4 separate regions of the Mus musculus genome follow, and regions 1, 3 and 4 are each linked to region 2. The links are chromatin contacts, called in public Hi-C and HiChIP or PLAC-seq maps. All regions are on one chromosome and are shown on one strand. The core of a region is the stretch at or near the end of the contact, and the rest is flanking DNA. Distances in the headings are between cores, read along the strand shown. Region 1 overlaps Gm30551 (predicted gene, 30551). Region 2 holds the start of Mast4 (microtubule associated serine/threonine kinase family member 4). Region 3 overlaps Mast4 (microtubule associated serine/threonine kinase family member 4). Region 4 overlaps Gm30551 (predicted gene, 30551).

Region 1 (4,776 bases), core at 514-3,013, 330 kb before region 2:
TGTGTGTGTGTAAACCAGAGGTTTACTTTAGATGTTATTCTTCAGGAGCCATTTACCTTGTTTTTTTGAGACATAGTCTTTCACTTGCCTCGAACTCTCCAAGTAGGTGAAGTTGGCTGGGCAGTGAACCCCAGGGATCTCTCTGTCGTCATTTCCTTGGTGCTGGGATTACCATCATGCCTGACTTTAAATGGGTGCTGGGTATTGAACTTAGGTTTTTGTGTTATGTGGCAATTATTTTACCAACGGAGCTGGTCTCTATTTTTAAAAGTTACAGAGTATTATGAAAAATTTAGAAGTAATTTACACTCTCTCTGTAGAGAGAAAGACTCATTGGTTTATATTTTTTGACAATCATGTTTAGATGTGCTAATACACGTGTGTGAGCTCGCGCGTGCACACACACACACTCACACACACACACACACACACACACACACACACACCTGGCTCTCCGTGGCCATGGGTTCTGTATTTGCAGATTCTTTTCACCCCAATTTGAAAATACTTAGGGCTTATCTACAACTGAGTGGCAGAGAACGTGTTTAGTGTAAATGAGGCCCTGGTTGATCTGAAGCACTGAAAAAAATCCAGAAGAAATTGCATTTCTCTGTCCAAGCTATTTTTGTCCATATTCCATAAGCGGTATAGTATACAACTACTTACATAGTTAAGGTATCATAAGTAATTGAAAGATGATTTGTTCGTGGAGCATGTGTGCAGGCTATATACAAATACTGTGTCATGGTATGTGAAAGGCTTAGATACCCAGAACATTGAATTCCTTCAAAGGCCCTGAAACCAATCTCCCAAGAGTGTTGAGGAATGAGCATATAAGAGATGCACAGATATATGTTCACATATAAGTGTGCTTGCTTTTTGCAAAAGAAAAGTTGGGATTCTATGAGGCTGTTTGTAAGATGTAAGGCCGAGATGTCATATTAATTAGGTCTCCACGATCCTTCCCGTGCTTTTAAAGTGTTTTTATATGTATACATATATACATATACATATACATATACATATACATATACATATACATATACATATACATATACATAGGCTTTTTGAAAAATCCTTTTATTTCAAGATCCCATGAAACTATTGCTGGACCTTTAAGTGATAGGCGTTTAAGACATATTTTGGCTTCCTTTCTGTGGCCTTTTAATTAGTTTGTCTCCAGCTTCTACAGAGATAGTTTTTATCTAACTATCATCCATCCATTTTATAGGGTCACTGTGAAGGCTAAAGAGCCAAACTGTACAAGGGTCTGTTAAGGCCCCTGATATGCCAGGGAATATTCTGTAGACATCAGTTCCTTTCTTCAAATTCTTGCTTACAAAAATTGTTTGTGCTGCTAGGTCATTGGTTCTCAACCTGTGGGTTGTAACCCCCTTTCGGGTGTGTGTGTGTGTGTGTGTGTGTGTGTGTGTGTGTGTGTGTCGAACGGTTCTTTCACAGGGGTTGCCTAAGGCTATTGGAAAACACAGATATTTATATTATGATTCATAACAGTAGCAAAATTACAGTCATGAAAATAATTTTATGACTGGGGGTCGCTATGACACGAGGGGCTGTATTAAAGGGTCTCGGTGTTAGGAAGGCTGAGAACCACTGTTCTAGGAGATGCTTCTTGGTTTTTGCACGTGAAAAATCGTTTACATATATAGATAAACTAAAATGACTAGTGTGTTGCTAGCTGCTCAGAATGCTCCACCCTTACCGTTGGCAGGAATGATTGCTGCCGCCCGAGGCTGGCTGCCATGGGGTCAGAGGCTAAGGCACTTGCCCCACCCAGTTTTTTATTCTGCAGGTCCAAGGCCTGGGCTGTCAGTCCAAGCCCATGATTTTCCAATACAAAGAGCAGAAAACAATAATTGCTAACACGAGCGGGCTCCTGCATGCACCCTGCCTTCAACTCTCCTCAGTAAGTCAGAGGCCAGGAGTCCTGCTGAGCCGGGACACCGGCAGAGGAGGGAACAGTGAGCCAGCTCCTGAGAGAGCTGTGTAATTATCCTATGACCTCTCAGCTATTCAGATTGAAGTCTTCATTGCCCATGACAAATATTTATTAAGCCTTGCTTTGTGTTTGGTTTCTAGGTATAATGAATGATGTGGCAGATGGTTTTAGGTTAAAAGAACTCCAACTCCATTTAACGCCTGGATGGACATCTGGATTAGGTGACTGATGAATCCTGCAGAAGTTAGTGCACGAAAAATCCTTTCTGCAGCAGTTTGAATACTGAGATGACCTTCCTCCCTCTCTCCCTCTCCATCTCTGTCTTTCTGTCCCTCTCTGTGTATGCACACATACGTTTGTGCATGCGTGTGTGACTGTGTGTGTGTGTGTGAACCAGTTATCTTATATACTTTATATTCCCCACTGTTCTGGGAACTCCATAGGTGTTGTTTATAAGTTCTTACTTATTTACTGAGTGGAGTATATTAGAATTATATTTTTTCTTATCTATCTAGAAATAGGCTAAACAATTATCACTGTGACTTGCATAGAACAGTCTCTACATTTGTGGGCTAGGTGTGGGTGGCTGCCTCAGGTGTAACATTGGAGGAACTGGCAGCGTGTTTATAACTCAGGAGCTATGGCATTGCTTGAGAACACCACACCTGAATGACAATGAGGGCTACATAGCTTCTATGTGGGCTGAAGAGACCAGGCTAGTGCCTCTTGGCCCTGGGAGGGAGAGTGGAAGAGGACAACAGAGACAAAGCTGCATTTTCTAAGCATGCTCATCTATAGTAGGAAGGCCTGGACAGAGCAGCCTGATCTCCATGGGTCTTTCCTTCCCTTTTCATAGTGATTTAACCCCCTGCCTGTTCCCCATTCATCCTTTGAACAAATATGTAAAGGGTGCTGAATTCTATGTGAAACACTGGGGTGGGGCAAAACAGGCCAGGTCCCCTTCCGTGTGGCTACAGCTGAAGAGAGGGCTAAATGTTTACAGTAGTCTAGGACTTTTTGTAGGCTGAATGTGGTGGGTTGACTAGGTATGGCCCCATAGATTCATGAGTTTGAATGCTTGGTCCATAGAGAGTGGCACTATTAGTAGGTGTGGACTGGTTGGAGTAGGTGTGGTCTGGAAGGTTGGGCTTTGAGGGCTCCTATACTCAAGCCCTGCCCAGTGTGGAACCCAGTCTTTTCCTTGCTGCCTATGGATGAAGATGTAGAACTCTCAGCTGCTTCTCTAGCAACCGTGTCTGCCTGGATGCTGCCGTGCTTCTCACCATGATGATAATGGATTGAACCTCTGAACCTGTAAGACAGCCCCAATTAGTTGTTTTCTTTTATATGAGTTGCCCTGGTCATGATGTCTCTTCACAGCAATAAAACCCAAACTAAGACCCAGAGGGTGGGCAAAGCCTCTGTCCCTGAAGAGGTGTGGAAGCAAGAGGGCAGGCGTGGCAGTGTCTATCAGGAACACTGTTTTATCCTAGGGGAAACAGGGCAGAAATAGGAAGGGGCTTGATGTTCGACAGCAGAGCCTGGTGACAGGCAGGAAGTGGGAGCTGGGATGTTTCTGTCTCTCCTTTTCCTTCTTTCTAGCAGCAAGGGGATTGAAGCTAAGGTTCCATGCATGCTAGCTAAGAGTTCTGCTTCCAAGACTCACTTCCTCATTTCCCTAATATTTTAGTTACATGTTTATTGAGAAAGGGAGGGGGGGAGCCTAGGGAGAGGGGGAGGGAGGGAGGGAGGGGAGTAGGAGAGAGATTGAGAGAGTGTGTGAGTGTTGTTTGTTCTGAGGACAACTTGTAGAGTTGGTTTTCTCCTTCTACCTTGAGGATCCTGGGGATCAAACAAGGATTTCCAAGTTTGGCAGCAGGCATCATTACTGACGGATCCACCTTACCCGTTTCTCCCACCCACTCCCTTTTTTAAACTTTGACATGTCTCAGTTGTATAGATTTTTTCTCCTGTTTTGTGTTTTTGTTTTTGAGACAGGGTTTCTCTGTATATCCATGGCTGTCCTGGAACTCATTTTGTAAGCCAGTCTGGCCTGGAACTCCCAGAGATCTGCCTGCTTCTGCCTTTCTGAGTGCTGGGATTAAAGGCACACAACACCATTACTCTCTTTAGCTATTATTCATAACCATGAACCTAACTCTCCAACCCAGCCAGACTTGGAGGGGAACAAGGAAACTATGGAACCCAAAGAACTTCAGTGAAAGCAAAGGTTATGGGGTGCTATGAGCAGACGGGATGGGAGCGCTCTCCCGAGATACTGGAAAATGGTCTGATGGGTAAGATGTATGGGAGTTAAAAGAATTAGAGTTGTTCACAGGTGGCAGTGGTGATCTTCTTGCTGCTCTTGCCATTCCTGGACCCAGAACGATTCGTGGTTTCCACAACTCTCATGCCTTCTCTCACCTTCCCAGAGACTACATGTTTGCTATGTAGCTACTCAGTTTCTGCTCTGCAGATGTAGAACTGGGAATCATTGGTGTTCGGTCCAGCATTTGCCATGGACACGGTGTCAGGATGAGCCTCTCATCTTCAAATTTCCCCCGAAGGTGGACTTTGCAGACAGGCCACTATGGTGTGTGAAGTCACCACCCACCCTGCCATATGAATAATTTTGCGAAGGGAGAAATTATTACATCCAAATCCTTTCTGTTCAGTGTTCAGAGCTTTAACATTTTCTTCTGCTTCTGAAACTCGGTCTGCAAACAGCTTGCAGAAGACGTGGCTCAAGGGCTAACCATCCACGGTGATGTCAAAGAGTAGGGTAGGGGTGACCATGGCTGCTGGCAAGCCAAGAG
Region 2 (4,705 bases), core at 179-2,678:
CTGTCCAGACTAGATGAGCACCCCCCCCCCCGCCCCCATTATCACTTGTAAATACTAAGGTAGCATAAAAGGGCTCATTAGCCAACGGGGCTTTCAACTCCAGTCCTTTTCTCAAGGACCCTTGGCAGACCTGTTCTGACAGAGAGAAATGTAAAATTCTGGAGGACTCCTCGGCTTGAAGATCTGCAATGGCTTCGGTGTAATTCTTCCCCTCTTCTCCCACGGCACATTGTAGCACTTACCAGAGCTTTTAAACATGAATAATGAGGCGGTATTATGCAATATCAATCTCTCCCCCGACCACAAGCTCCTCAAGGGCAGGAGACCTGCCGTATTCATCTTTGTATCCCCTGCAACCAACTGGCACACATCTCAATCAACGTCTGTGGAATGGAAGCTGGCTGAATTTATACCTCGGGTCACGGTGTGGAGCTCAGACGGGTCTGGAGCTGAAGGCAAGTAGGACTCATTTATTTCTCGCTGCCTAACTCCGCACTGGCTTCCCAGCAGATCCAAGACACCACAAAGGTTAAGGTGATTATTCTGTTGGTGCTTTGGTGGAAGCTCTTTCTCCTTGTTCTTATAGGAAAGGAAAAATGAGGCCCCAGGTCGGCCGCGTTGTGCCTATGCAGGGCTAGAGAAAGCCAGTTAGGAATGTCCCTTAGCCCAGCGGCAGAACCGCAAAGAGCTGCTAAGACCGTTCTGATAAAGCCTGGTCCTAAACACAGAGCATCAGCTGTTTCCTTCCTTTGTCACAAGCGCGTGTCTTTGACTTAACTTTAGTTTCTAAGCAGAAATACAGAAAAATCATCTTTGGAGACCTTGGCTTGTGTCCAAGCCGGGAACTCTGCTGACACTTTATTTTGCTCTATCTAGTCTTATTGCCAGACAACATCGGTGTTGACGCTTCCCTTTACAATTTGAGGAAACTGAGGCCCAAGAGGTTTATCCAGAAAGAGGCTTGGAGATGGGCTGCGTTTGGATCCCCTCTCTCCACCCACCACGGACTTCGCTCTCTGCACACGGGTGGGAGCGTGAGTTTGCGCGTGACTGGCCGCGCGCTTCCGTTTTCACGCGAATCCTCCCGCCTAATTTCCCCGATTTCACTTTTTGGAGACTAAAAGTCCGGTTCTCCAAGGTCTCGCCTCACTCAGCCATCTCCCACCCACGTCCCAAGGACAGACGGCCACTCCCCCACCCATTTCTGAGTCCCAGACCGAGTTAAGTCCGCGGACTCCGCGTCGGCCCTGTGGATCCCCGCGCCGTGGGGCTGCCCCGCGCACCCAGAGCTCCCGCGGGATCGGGTGGCCCGCTCCTGGCCCCACCTCCCCTACCTGACGCCCGCGCGGCCAGCGGCTCCGCAGCCTCCGCCCACCAGCGCGCCTGCGCTGCCATTGGCTCCGCGGGCTGCCCGTCTCCTCCGCTCCGTCCCGGAGGCAGGTTTAGCGGGAGAAGCCGCAGTCCCGGCGGCTCGGGCGCAGCGCGGAGCGCCGATCGCGGTGGGCATGGCCCCGCGCGCGGGAGTCCATGTCAGCAGCCGAGCCACGGCGGCAGTGAACTTGGCGACGCGCTCCTGTGGTCCAACCTCTGTCATGTAGTCGCCGGCGGCGCTCCCCGCAGCCCGGGAGCCGCAGCGCGATCCAGACACAGCAGAGCAGCCGGGGCTTCTTCGGGAGGCGCCGAGCGCACCGCCACCCCTCGGACGGCACTTTGGGCCGAAAAGGGACATGGGGGAGAAAGTTTCCGAGGCGCCTGAGCCCGTGCCCCGGGGCTGCAGCGGACACGGCGCCCGGACCCTAGTCTCTTCGGCGGCAGCCGTGTCCTCGGAGGGCGCTTCCTCAGCGGAGTCATCCTCTGGCTCGGAAACTCTGTCGGAGGAAGGGGAGCCCAGCCGCTTCTCCTGCAGGTCGCAGCCGCCGCGGCCGCCGGGCGGCGCCCTGGGAACCCGGCTACCCGCCGCGTGGGCTCCCGCGCGCGTGGCTCTGGAGCGTGGAGTCCCTACCCTGCCGCTGCCGCACCCGGGAGGAGCGGTGCTGCCGGTGCCCCAGGTCAGCAGCGCATCCCAAGAGGAGCAGGATGAAGAGGTGGGCTCAGTCTGTCCCATCCCACACCCTCCAGGTCCCGGCTGTAGGGGCCCTTTAGGTCCCTTTGCGTGCGCGCTGGTGTCTTGGAGAGGGGAGGGAACTAAAGGTGCTCTGCTACAGCCTGGGATAGTGACTGTCAGGAGACTCTGTGGGTCCTTGACTTCTAGTGGTTGTCCTCGCGCGCTTGTCTACATGGGCTACCCGACCGTGTGCTTTGGAAGTGTCACTGAGCCGATCGATCCCTTCATGTCTGTATCTGCTTGGGTCCTTAGCTATTGAATGTGATCTGAAAGCTTGGCTTGTCCCCACAACTCATATCCAGATTCTTAGACGTGGGAATCGCTAATCACTGCGGTCTTGGATGGAGCGGGAGACCTGGAGCGTTTGACGCTGGTGGGAGTGGTGACTGTGGAGTTGCTTCTTGGGGTGTCAGAGACCAGAATACGCTGGAGTCGCCCGTGGGTGGTTTTGGTGGTCGCTTCACCTTTCATCCTGGGGAAGAGGAAGATTCCCCATGCTAAGCCTATCGCGCCGGCTCCTATTTGGACTCAGTGTCCAGAGGAGCGCTGTCACCAATCTGGATAGGATGTGTCTTGTTCAGAGGACTTTGTCTAGCCTCATTTCTTCGAAGGCTGTGCATCCAAAAATTATCGGTCTCTTCCTGACACACCGAGTTTTGTAATCCACTAGGTTGCTATCTCTGGTTTTCTTCTCACCCCCGCCCCCCTCCGCCCCTTTCCCCTCTTACTTTGGAAGACAGGAAAGGAAGATTCTCCAAGTCTTTAAGATTGTTTGCTTTGGACATCTCTTGTGGGAGAAATCATCTTGATCAGACAGGACCATAAATAAAACATGACCCTAGCGTAGTCTTCCGTGTGAAATTAATTCCGCCGTGCCAGACTGGTATTTCCCCGGTCTCTGCTGGGATTAGCAGTAGGAAACAATTGCCTTTGTCCTTAGAAGAAGTAAACAGAGCCCGGGGTCCTGGCTTTAGCCCCCTGGGCATCTAGCCTGGAAGTAGAGGCCGGATCTTGCAGAGGCAAGTTCTAGCCAAGCAAAGATGGAAGGAGCCTTGGCTGGTGGTTGGCCAAATCTCTGGCCATGATCCTTTTCTGGATGCTGTGGGAGTTCAGGGATCTCGGCAGGTGCCTGGAACTCTGCTTTCTAGAACTCTTTGGCTCCTGAGTTGTGAGACCTGGATGCATTTCCTTCCTTAGAAGTTCACTTCTGTAGTTAAAAGTGGAGAGTTTCAAGGTTAAGTTCATTCCAACACGAGTGCTGTTTCTGGCCTGGAATTTTGGGTAGCTCTAAGTTCCAGATTGAGTTAAGTCATAGTCCAGGAGTTTGCTGAACATCACACTCACCCTAGGAGCTGGCAGAGAGTAGTGCTGTCTCCTGGGTACATCTCCTTTTGATGTAGCATGTTGGCTCTGGGTAACTGGCTGTCCTAGTCTAACGATTCTGTATAGCTAACATGGCATTCACAAGGTCTTGAAGATGTGGGGGATGGGGGTGGGTAAGTTCTCATTCTTGGTCCTGATTGTATAGCTGACTTATCACCTCACCCCAGAGTGACAGTGTCTTACTTTCTCTGAAGTGGATATAATGATATCTTATTTTCCAGGCAAGGCAGTGAAGGTTGGTTGATTGAAACTTACTCTGTGCTTCCGAGTTGAGTGGCCAAGTGGTTTGGGTCATTGTTTTTGAAAGTTCAGATTTGGATGCCAACAGACAGGGCTGAAATTTGTGGCACGAATTAGCCTACCAGGGGATGATGGGGCACAGTCTTGACTGGCCCGGGAAATTTTGAGGCAAAACCCGAAGAAAGTCATGTGACTCCCTGACCCCAGCAGCAGAAAGGGTTAAAACTTAAAACTTGATGAGGGGGTGTAAAAGCTCCTGGACACACCCTGGTACTGATGTGGCACACTGCATGGAATTGTGGGATTGTGATTTTTGTGGAATTTCGGCTTTGAGGAATTAACAAAAACTCTTGCCCTTTTCCGTAGGAAAAGCACACACTAAATTACTGTGCCAGAAGGTTCAGGAATGACAGACTGAAAAACACCCCCGTTCATGGAAATACCTGGGGTTGACTTCTGGTTCTGTCACATTGATCATGTGTGCTTACAGGCCATTTGACTTCTGTCAGCCTCAGTTTTCTCACTTCCTAAATGGGAGTAATAGCAATAGCACTAGAGACATTCTGTATACACCTGTACACATCATCTGATTTAGTCTCAGCATAGCAGCTGATATTGTGCACCAAGTATCAGCGAACATTAACTTTTATGTTTATTGCTTATAAAATATGGTGAAATCGAACTTCAAATTTGGGTTGACTTGTTATTTCATTAATGTGTAACTCACACACTGTCTACTTCGAGAGAATCCGAGCTCTTATTCCCGTTCTTAAAAGATTTATTATTTTTAAATAATGTGTATGCTTGTGCACACGAGAGCAAGTGCTGTTGGGAGTCCAGAGAGGGCACGGGAACCCCTGGAGCTGGAGTTACAAGGAGCTGTAAGCCACCTGATGTGCATGCTAGGCACTGAACTCTGGCCCTCTGCAGGAGCAGTAGTTGCTCTTAACTGCTAAGGCGTTTGTTTCTCTTGCCCTC
Region 3 (5,033 bases), core at 1,747-4,246, 440 kb after region 2:
TTGGCAGCGATAGCATCCACTGAGCATCCCCTCACAATGGGAAGGAGGTGCCTGGATCCCGTCAGCACCTCTGTTCTAGTGCCTTTTCTCTTCCTATTGGATTAAGATCTTGGGGAGGAGGAGGTCAGGCATCCTGCAGCCCATGGGTCCTCTGGGTCACGTGCTGCTGAGTTTCCGAATGGGCCTTTGCTTGACCTGAGGTGGCCTAGAGCAGCGGTTCCCAACCTTACTAATGCTGTGACCCTTATGTTGTTGCTGCTTCATAACTGTAATTTTGCTATGTTATGAATCATTAGGTAAATGTCTGATAATGCAGAGTATATGACAAGCGACCCCTGTCGAAAGGTTGCTTGACCCTGCCACTACGCCAGCAGGCTTGGACGCGCTTGATCTTTTACTTTCATGTTCCAAAATCTGGCACGTTGTCATTGATATAATGGCAAGCTCCAAACCCAAGTGACAGCCAGATCACCAAATCACCAAAATCTTTATCCACGCCAACTCATACTCTGCTCTGCTTTAATCCCTTCAAGGAAATTCTCCTTTTTTTTTTTTTTTTTTTTTTTTTTTTTGACACTTCAACTTGTATTTTTCTGAGGACTCCAACTTGTAAAAACCAAGAAATAAAAGAAGTTTTGTTGCTACTGTTTTTTCTCCCCCCTTCAACCTTTTTGCTAAATTTACATTACTTGGAGTTGTTCTGAGTAGCAGGTACATGCAAGGATTTTTTTTAACTGTCATAATTAACAAAATATATTGACTCTTGATGAACACCTGCCTGCAGAAACATCCAGTGGAGGAGGGGGGGTTGTTCGTTCGTTTGATCATGCATATATGAGAAAGGTGGAAAATGGATTTTTTTTTCTGCCCCAACATTCAGTGCTTAAAGCTGTTGATAAGTTTGTACTCACCTCTTTTATTGAAAGACCGGTACAATTGACATCTGTTCAGTACCTAGCATGTATCTATGTGACCCAAAGCTGAAAGCCTCATGTGTGCCTTCTGCAAAACCTGCCAGGAAAGCCTTGTAAACCAGAGCTGTGGGGTATTTCCAAGGTGCAATAGGCCCCACGCATGCTCAGTGCAAAGGAGAGACTTGGATCTAGGAGTCCAGGAGAGGCACCATACACAAAAGGCCACAGTTCAGGACTTCTGAAAGATGCAGGGCTATTTCTCGGAGAGCATAGTGCCTTCCCAGAGGGAATAGAAATGGTGCGGACCAAAGCTCAGTGGCTGTGGTCAGAGAGAGGTCAGAGAGAGAAGACTGCACACATTGCTGGAGCAAGAAAGACCCTAGATGGAGCTTGCTGGGTACCAAAAACTGTAAGACAGCAATGAGGAGGCGGCTGGATCTGAATTTAGTACACCTGGGTTTATCTCTGGCCCCTGTGGTGTTGGGCAAGTTTACTTTCTTGAACTTCAGCGTCTCCATCTTTGAAATAGGGATAAGTAAGTTACTTATTGAGTTGTGTGTGTGTGTGTGTGTGAGCTTCATGACTGTTTCCTTTCATCCTTACCAAGGCTCACCCTGCTTGCCTCACATCTCTCATCAGCTCCAGCCTGGCTAATACGGCCTTTATTTTTCCTAATGCAATTACCGGCGAATAAAAACAATGAATAAATCTTAGCTGTTGACATCACCACGGTCATGACGGCATGGGTAGTCAGCAGCGTGGCTGAGGAGAGCTGAAGTAGCCTATCCTTAATCCAGTGGGGAGAGAAAGGGGGTGACTAGTGAGTGACTCTGGGGAGCTCCGGCCTGGAAGCAGGGTGAGATCTTCACACCAGTCAGTCAGTCATTAAACCATTGCATCGGCCTAGCTGAAACTTTGTAAGGTTTACAGAAAGGATCTGCTACCTGGGAGAGAAGTTAAGGATGTGAACTTCTTAACTTGATAGGAGCCAGTCAGTGAGCCATTGTCCTTGGACAAGCAAGGATTCCACCGTGGCCCTGGAAAGTGGTTTTGGCTTGAGGGCCATCTGGGTGGTAGTCAGCAAACACGCAAACGTGGGGAATGGGAGAAGGCCGGTTGGAGCGGGGGTAGTAGGGTGGGGGGGATGGATACCTGGAGTTGCTTCTTGTATCCCCCTCCTCCCACACACACAGTTAAAACCACATTTGTGGAGTTTTGATTCTGTTTGAAGGACCACTGGGAATTCATTCCTGCCTTCCGTTCATGCTGAGGCAAGGACTACAGTAGTGAATAAGTCAGCCTCACCAGTAAACAGATATCTAAAGAAGCCCATTGCCAAATTGGGGTCAGTGTTCCGACAGCTGCAAGAGTGTGGAAGGGAGAGAGAGAGAGAGAGAGAGAGAGAGAGAGAGAGAGAGAGAGAGAGAGAGAGAGGGAGAGAGGGAGAGAGGGAGAGAGAGAGAGAGTAACCTTGTGGGTGTGGAGTGGGGACTGCTTTAAATAAAGAGGCTAGGGAAGTCCCTTTGAAAAGGTAATATTTAAAGGGAGGCTGAAGACTGTGAGAAACATTTGGGGGGGGGGCAACTGTCTGGCAACATCAAAGTCTCTTGAGGCAGGAAGGACAAAAAGAAAGTCCCCAGACAGGAAGTTGAATTTAGGTATAGGGCATTGACCTGGAAACCATCATTTATACCATGGGAGGTGTAGATTATCTTAGTCTGGAAGAAAAACAGCGTCATTGAAGGAATGGGCAGAGATGACTTTCAAGGGGATAAGTCCCCCAAGAGTGAAGGGTGGCCTGTGTGCATGCGTGCGTGAGTGTTGTCTCTGGCTCACACAGTGGGGAGACCATCAGTGCCCCCAGCATCAACAGTTGTCCAGTGGTACTCTGAGTTGTCATTTGACCAGCACGGTTGGTGTGAAGCAAGGAAATGCAGATTGGGTGGTGACCACCTTTTGTGGGCAGATAAACCCAGAGGTCATGCATCGTGGCACCAAGCCTTATATGTTCAGGCAGCCCAGGAGCCTCGTTCCTGAATCACATCCCCTTACTCACCGTCTGCTCACCCCATGGGCTGCTCCATCACCAGAGTTGGCAAGGGCAGAAGTTTCCTTTTCACATCCTCCCTGGAAGTTCAAGTTCCTCCCACAGCCTGTGAACCTCGCCTCCCCTCCTCTCCCCTCCCCTCTCCTCCCCTCCCCTCTCCTTCTCTTCCCTCTGAGCTTGCTGCTGGAGTTTCACTTTAAAGCCTTGACTCAGCTGGGTGCGGTAGCCTACACCTGTAATATCAGCAGCACTCTGGTGGAAGAGGCAGGAGGATTGCTGCATGTTCAGGCTATTTGGTCTATGGGACAAGTTTTAGGCTAGCCGGGGCTATACTGTGAGACCCTGTCCGCAAACAGACATATGAACCCACATAAAGCCCCGGATCTTCTTGGGCCTAATTCCCCTCACTGTTGGCTCCCTCCTGAGCCCTGGCACCAGGCCGTTTCTCAGCAGCTGGTTCCACAGGTGGCCGAAACCAGGCCCCACTTGTGGCTCCTCCTCGCCTCTCCACGCCTGACCTGCGGGCTAGGCCCCTCCCTGAGTCCCTGAGCCATTTCCTCCCACTCCTGGCCTTGCCCAGGCCTGTTTCATAACTGCTTCCTTTCATCCCTCTCCTGTCTTCACGTTCTCCACTGTGCCTTGCCTATTGCTGCAGGACTCGCCCTGTCATCCTCTCATCCAGTCAGCTCCAGCTTGGCTAATGTGCCCTGAAGCTGCCTTGTAGAGCTCACCCCTCCTCCCCGGCCCTGCCACACCGTGCCCAGCCTTTTCCCCGAATAATTCATCCAGGGAAGAGAGGGCTCTACTCCAAGACTTTGGTATATACGGCTCTTGCTGCTGTCTGCTGAGAGCCTGGGTTTCCGCCTAGCATAGGGAGTTCTGACAGTCTCTGCAGTTCCCCCTTAAGGCTGACCAGATCGCAGCAATCAGGAGAACAAAGGCAGGTGGATTCTCAGAGTTCAAGGCCAGCCTGGCTCAGAATGGGAGCTCCCAAGTTGTCACTGCTGCCCTGTAATGTTCAGGTGTATGGTGATGGAGGAGGAGGCAGAGCAGTGAGGAATGTATAAAGTGAAAAAAGTGGGTTTCCAAAAAAAAAAAAATGCATTGGAAATAATCGATGAGGACATGGAAGCTTATGCTTTGGAGAAGGAGTCACAGCTCTTCACCCTGTAACTAGGCAGTGCGTTTGTGCTTCTCTGGCTGGCTGCTTTAAGGTCCAGGATACTGGGACAGGGAGGTAGGATATGAGAAAGAATGTGTTAGTCTTTTATGGCTTTGCCTGGTTTTCTTTACAAATATATCTGGTATCAGGAGTTTAAATAGTATCTTTTAAAGCAGGGGAGTCATAAGCTTTGCAATAGAGACTAAAAAGCTGGTAGATATTGGTATCAAAAAATCCTTAGTCCCTATGGGTCTGTAGAGGAAGAAGGCTTGGAACTGGGCTGGAGCTATACAACTCTGTGGGGAGTCTTCTGTGTATTGGTTAGAATAAAAGTAGCTCTTCCCTTGGAGAGATTCCGATTGGACCCTCCCCAGCAGGGTCCGGAGCACGCCCAACTCTAGTGTGAGCACACACAGAGGTATTTTATTTTAACCTGTCTTATCTTCACTAGATGTCATCTAGTCATTTGAGTGTGACATCATGGTAACTGAATAATCGCTTTGAAAGTTAAGGAGGAGAGCCAAGATGTTTTTAAAAAGGGCCTGGGGCCACGGGGATGAAAGTGGATGGGTGGTGTCCATAACTTTGTCTATTGGAAGCCATCACTCTCTATGAGTAGAGCTGGCTATGTATTAATAGTCACGAACGTGTTTTTCATGACACATGGGTACACTTTGTAACGAGAGAAATCTCTAAATAAAAGTTCACACGGGCTGTTAATTTTTTGAAGTTCCCATACTTTCTGTTTTCTTTTCCCTCTATCTGCCTGGAAATTAGGGAGTTCCGTCAAGGACTCAGCGGTAAATTTTTAAAATGTTGACCTTAAGCTTTGTTATAGAATAGCAGGACCTGAGGGGGTTTTAGCTGTTGGGGACTGATATCAAACTGAACAGTCATATTGTTTTGTCAT
Region 4 (4,807 bases), core at 2,166-4,665, 360 kb before region 2:
ATGGTGCAGCAACTGAGAGTTTGTGCTGTTCAGTGGGAACTCAGTCCTCAGCACCCTGTGTTGGCAGATATATCGCCACTCAGAAATCCAGCGTCAGGAGAATCTAGCACCCTCTTTCGGCTTTTTGTAGACACCTATATTGGCATGCTCATATCCCCACACATATATACACACACATATATACACATATACTTACTCATATATATACTCCCCACATATACCTACTTACACACACATATCCCCATATATACATGAACACATATACTTACTTATACACACATATATATTCCCCCCCACATATATATATATACTTATTCATATATACCTACTTACACATATACACATATCCTCATAAATATATGTACACATACATTCACTCATATACACATACATATACATATACTCATATACATATATACATATCCCCATATGTACATGTACACATACACCTGCTCATACACACATACATATACTCCCACATATACATATGCACATATATGTACACATATCCCCATGCATACACATACAATAAGCATACTCATACATAAATGTAGCCCCCCCCACCCCCCCACCCCAACACACTTAAAAATTAGATAAAGGCTAGAAAGCTTGCAAAGGTAGTTGCTGCCCTACCTGGTCCCATGAGTTTGATTCCAGGGAACCACATGGGAGATGAGGAGTATGAACTCCTTCAGGAAGTCCATGTTCAGACTCCCACCCATCAATAAACAAATACGTGTAATTAAAGAAATCTTTAAAATTACTTTCCGATTTCCCTGCGTTCCTTTGAGTGGTTTGAGCAACATTTCCAGGCTGCAGTGACCTACTTTTGCTACAATTTTAATAAGATCAACTTACTGTCATCCTTGATAGGGGCCCGTCGCATTTGACTATTTCACCAGGTTAAAATCAAGTTGTCTCCATGTGACTATGGGACAAACGGTGGCGCTTATTTCCCGACTCTTGGGGACACAGTCTGGATGAATGCAGTGATAAATAGCCCCTGCGATTATGGAAATGCAGTGATTTATTTTTAACTATCTTCCTGATGGTACCGCTCTCCTGAATGACTTTGCTCTCTTTATTTATATCCTTCCTTGTGCCCTCGCAGCTTGTCCCAAATCCCATCAGGCAGCTTCAAGCCAAGAGAACAAGGATCTCATTTTTATCAATGAGAAGATCTGGAGTGTGCTGACAGCGAAGGATTAGGTGCAGGAAGTGGGAGGAAAGTGGAGGGAAACAGAAGCGAGCCGCTGCCTGGCTGTTTACAGACAGGTGCAAACAGGTCCCTCTAAGCTTACAGCCACATCTCATGACCTGTTTGCAGGGCCCTGTTCTATCGTGTATAGTGGTTAGAAAGGGCCAACAAGATTGTGAAAGCGGAACCTCATGCCAAGAGGCCAGGGAGCAGAGCGGAAACAAAGTCGGAGGAGAGGGGTGCCTAAGCCGAGACTCAAGCCAGGTTTGCCTTAGTGAGGTCAGGACTGGAGCAGTGTGCTCTCTGGGTACCGGCTGCCTTGGGTCCCTGTTTCTCTCCAACAGATGCCCAGCCAATGATGTAGTTCTTGATTTGTTCAACCCCTCTTCAGCCAGAGCCTGGGGTGGGTTAAAACCAGCACTTGCATTTTGATAGAAGAGATTTTGAAACCAACGAAATTCATACTGTTATTCCGGTACTTTATGAAGTATGATACACAGCAAGGGGCCCTTGTTACAGCTGAAAGTTTACAGTCTAAAAGCACAACCCGAAAGGCCTTCCTTGTACCTGGATGACCCAGCCCACTGACAAACAGCTGTCATGGTTACTGTCACAAAGGGGCTATCACCTGTGCTGAAATTTCTTACACAAGTAGACTTTCCCAGATCTTTTGCTTACCCATTCATCAATGTACTGGTTAGTTTTTGTCAACTTGACACAAATTAGAGTCATCTGGGTGGAGGGGCCCTCAGCTGAGAAACTGCCTGCATCAGGTTGGCCTGTGGGCGTGTTCGTGTAGGCATTTTCTTTTCTCGCTTTTCTCTTTGTTTGTTTGTTTGTTTCTTCCTTCATTCCTCCCTTGCTTTGTTCTACCGCTCTTTGTTCTTTCTTTCCTTCACTCCCCCCTCCAACTATCCCTCCCTCCCTCCCTCCTTCCCTCCGTTCTTTAGACAGGGTCTGTCTGTTATTGTAGCTCTGTCTGTCTTAGAACTCACTCTGGTAGACCAAGCTGGCCTTGACTTCCGGGAGATTCACCTGCCTCTGCCTCCCCTGGGAGCGCTGGGATTCAGGGTGTGCGCCACTATACCTGGCCGTTTTCTTGATTACTGATTGAGGTATAAAGGCCCAGTCCACTGTGAGTGGCGCCACCTCCACCAGGTGGTCCTTAGTTGCATGAGGAAGAGCGAGCCACAGAGAGCAAGTCCGTAAGTAGCCTTCCTCCGTTGCCTTGCTTTGAGTCCCTGCCTCGGCCTCCCTCAGTGATGGAGTACACCTGTGAGCCAAGCGAAACCTTTCTTTTCCAAGGTGCTTTTGTTTGTGGTGGTCATCACGGCAGCAGAGACGCAAACTAGAGTAGAAACACTGTCTTAGAATCGCCAATGTGTTGGTCCTTAGGATATCCGCAGCAGTCGGTTTTTGTGGAAAAAAAGCCCTGTTTATTTTTCATCCTATTGTTCATGAACATTTCATAGATTTGGACTTTTTTTTTTTAATTTGTTTATGGTGTATGCGTGCTTGCATGTGGTTGCCATAACATGCATGCATGTGGAGGTCAGAGGTCAACTTTGACATTGTAGCTGTTTGGAGGGTAAGTAGATGTGCTTGGCTGTTTTAATTAACATTTTCATGGTATTGAGCTTCTTTTCCTAGACTTATTGGCAAGTGCTCTCACTTGTTCGTTATTGCTGTATATCTACATACATGTGATATATATCTGTGTATAGCTCATAAGCAATAATGTATGTGAGACTGTGCACATCTATTTTTATATCTACCTATAAAATATAGATAAATATGAAAATATTTAAAAGTATCATCTGGGATGATAGCCTTTATGCTTATTGGTGAAAAATCAGCTCATTTTCCTTTCTTTTCTGTAGCCATAATCTTTGCAAAATGATTTTGCAAATCTGCGCCTGCCCACCAGGGGGCAGTGCCCGCATCCTTTGATTTTACTGGCCTTTTAGTTGTGCTGGCTGGTGAGGGGCATTGGAGGTAATCATGTGTCGGATACGGGCCCAGCCTCTTGTTCTCCGCCTTGGTGCTAGTTAGTGACCCCTAGACAATCAGCTTCCCATCTGTAAATATCTATCGTCTTTGCTACCGACTAGACCCTCAACAAATTAACGGTTTTTAAGTCTGTCATTGTTACTGCTCATGAGTCAGCCCACATTCCTAGCTGGGTTTTATCTTACGGCATTTGAGTAATTGTGGTTGCTATATCATCTATTACTTGCTCGGAGGCCAGTGTCAACATGGAGCTGATATTTCTTTCCAGTCACACAGCCACTTGCCTTCTCCTGTCTGGCTGTTTCCATCTCTTTGTACTCCTAGGAGCCTGGGTACGTTTAGCACTTTATCCAGGAACATTGAAGTTCCCCTGTGGGCTATGTCAGGCTTGCTGTCTTGGGGATAAGCATTTATACGATGATCCTATCTATGGAGAAAATACCACATTTAAAGACCCTTTTTCGGCTTAAACATAGGAACTAGTTTATTTTCCCCACTTGGAGGTAAATTTGCAATCAGATTTCTCCCATTTTTGCCATCTCATTCTTTTCAAGTCAAGCTGATCTTCCTTCTTGTGTGTCGTGTGTGTGTGTGTCGTGTGTGTGTGTCCCCATTGACACAAGGCAATCCATCATAGTGGCAATGAAGAATGAGCCTCATAGACAGCAGGATTGAAAAACAGACGACCTCAGTGCGCTGTCATTCTGGGCTAATGACCTGGGCCTCTCCACACCTGTCACAGCAGTCAGCACTGGCACTTGGGGCATGACCTAGTAAAGTGTCTCTGCAGACGGCAAACCGAGAACTAGCCTGGCTTCAAGACACTCCTTAGCTCTTCCTTCATCTGATGGGAGTAGATGGCTGTACTGGCTGGTTTTGCATGTCAACTAGACACAAGCTAGCACCACCAGAGAGGAAGGAGTCTCAGTTGAGGAAATGCCTCCATGAGATCCAGCCATCAACATTTTCTCAGTTAGTGATTGATGGGGCAGGGCCCAGCCCATGGTAGGTGGTACCATTCCTGGGCTGAAGTTCTGGGTTCTATAAGAAAGCAGGCTGACACATATGCGAAGATGATCACCTTGTATGGCACCAATGGGAGGAGAGGCCCTTGGTCCTGTGAAGACTAGATGCCCAGTATAGGGGAATTTGAGGGTGGGGAGTCAAGGTTGGAGTGGGTGGGTTGGGGGAAACACCCTCATAGAAGCAGGGGAAGGGGGGATGGGTAGAGGGTTTGGGGGGGCGACTGGGAAAGGGGATAACATTCGAAATGTAAATAAATAAAATATCCAATTAAAAACAAGAAAGCAAAGAAGGAAGGAAGGAAGGAAAGAAGGAAGGAAGGAAGGAAGGAAGGAAGGAAGGAAGGAAGGAAGGAAGGAAGGAAGGAGGCTGAGCAAGCCAGGGGAAGCAAGACATTCACAACACTTCTCCATGGGCTCTGCAGCAGCTCCTGCCCCTAGGTTCCTGCCTCATTTGAGCTCCTGTCCTGGCTTCCTTTGATGATGAACTATGATGTGGAAGCATAAGTTGAATAAATCTTTTCCTCCCCAAGTTGCTTTTTCGCTATGGTGTTTCAACGCAGCAATTGTTCAACCA

What was found. Hi-C and Micro-C count contacts between places; a contact is called where the count stands out from the background. HiChIP or PLAC-seq counts read pairs in DNA pulled down with a chosen protein or histone mark.
Region 1: a contact with region 2 is called in an H3K4me3 HiChIP or PLAC-seq map of neural tube, with 3 times the contacts expected there. The contact joins the enhancer-like site here to the promoter of Mast4 in region 2. A contact is called at or near these places in 10 of 115 datasets of contacts at active chromatin or transcription factors (craniofacial prominence, embryonic forebrain, embryonic hindbrain and 6 more) and 2 of 9 other capture datasets (embryonic stem cells and pancreatic islet).
Region 3: a Hi-C map of embryonic stem cells shows a contact between it and region 2, with 2.6 times the contacts expected there. The contact joins the enhancer-like site here to the promoter of Mast4 in region 2. A contact is called at or near these places in 1 of 39 promoter capture datasets (the 3T3-L1 cell line), 5 of 484 Hi-C or Micro-C datasets (the C2C12 cell line, Sertoli cells, embryonic stem cells and 1 more) and 2 of 115 datasets of contacts at active chromatin or transcription factors (astrocytes and embryonic stem cells).
Region 4: a contact with region 2 is called in an H3K4me3 HiChIP or PLAC-seq map of stem cell-derived neural progenitor cells, with 17 read pairs. The contact joins the enhancer-like site here to the promoter of Mast4 in region 2. A contact is called at or near these places in 2 of 39 promoter capture datasets (the 3T3-L1 cell line and hippocampal neurons) and 4 of 115 datasets of contacts at active chromatin or transcription factors (embryonic hindbrain, embryonic stem cells and stem cell-derived neural progenitor cells).

Annotation. Positions count from the first base shown.
Region 1 is chr13:103,657,923-103,662,698 of GRCm38.p6, reverse strand. All of the region lies in intron 1 of Gm30551 (predicted gene, 30551), which reads left to right. It also overlaps the pseudogene Gm6080. Among named protein-coding and RNA genes, the nearest start is that of Gm24870, 18 kb to the right of the region's middle. Within about 2 kb of position 1,763, at least 9 of the 459 cell types and tissues checked have an H3K27ac peak or open chromatin away from gene starts, as enhancers often do. A contact at or near this core is called in neural tube and pancreatic islet, where this site is marked.
Region 2 is chr13:103,331,215-103,335,919 of GRCm38.p6, reverse strand. It overlaps Mast4 (microtubule associated serine/threonine kinase family member 4), which reads left to right and starts at 1,428. Exons shown (of 29, transcript NM_175171.3): 1 at 1,428-2,084. The coding sequence starts at 1,728.
Region 3 is chr13:102,897,439-102,902,471 of GRCm38.p6, reverse strand. The region is part of intron 4 of Mast4 (microtubule associated serine/threonine kinase family member 4); the gene reads left to right. Among named protein-coding and RNA genes, the nearest start is that of Gm30106, 7.8 kb to the left of the region's middle. Within about 2 kb of position 2,996, at least 173 of the 459 cell types and tissues checked have an H3K27ac peak or open chromatin away from gene starts, as enhancers often do. A contact at or near this core is called in the C2C12 cell line, astrocytes, embryonic stem cells and 1 more, where this site is marked.
Region 4 is chr13:103,694,754-103,699,560 of GRCm38.p6, reverse strand. All of the region lies in intron 1 of Gm30551 (predicted gene, 30551), which reads left to right. Among named protein-coding and RNA genes, the nearest start is that of Gm30551, 10 kb to the left of the region's middle. Within about 2 kb of position 3,415, at least 23 of the 459 cell types and tissues checked have an H3K27ac peak or open chromatin away from gene starts, as enhancers often do.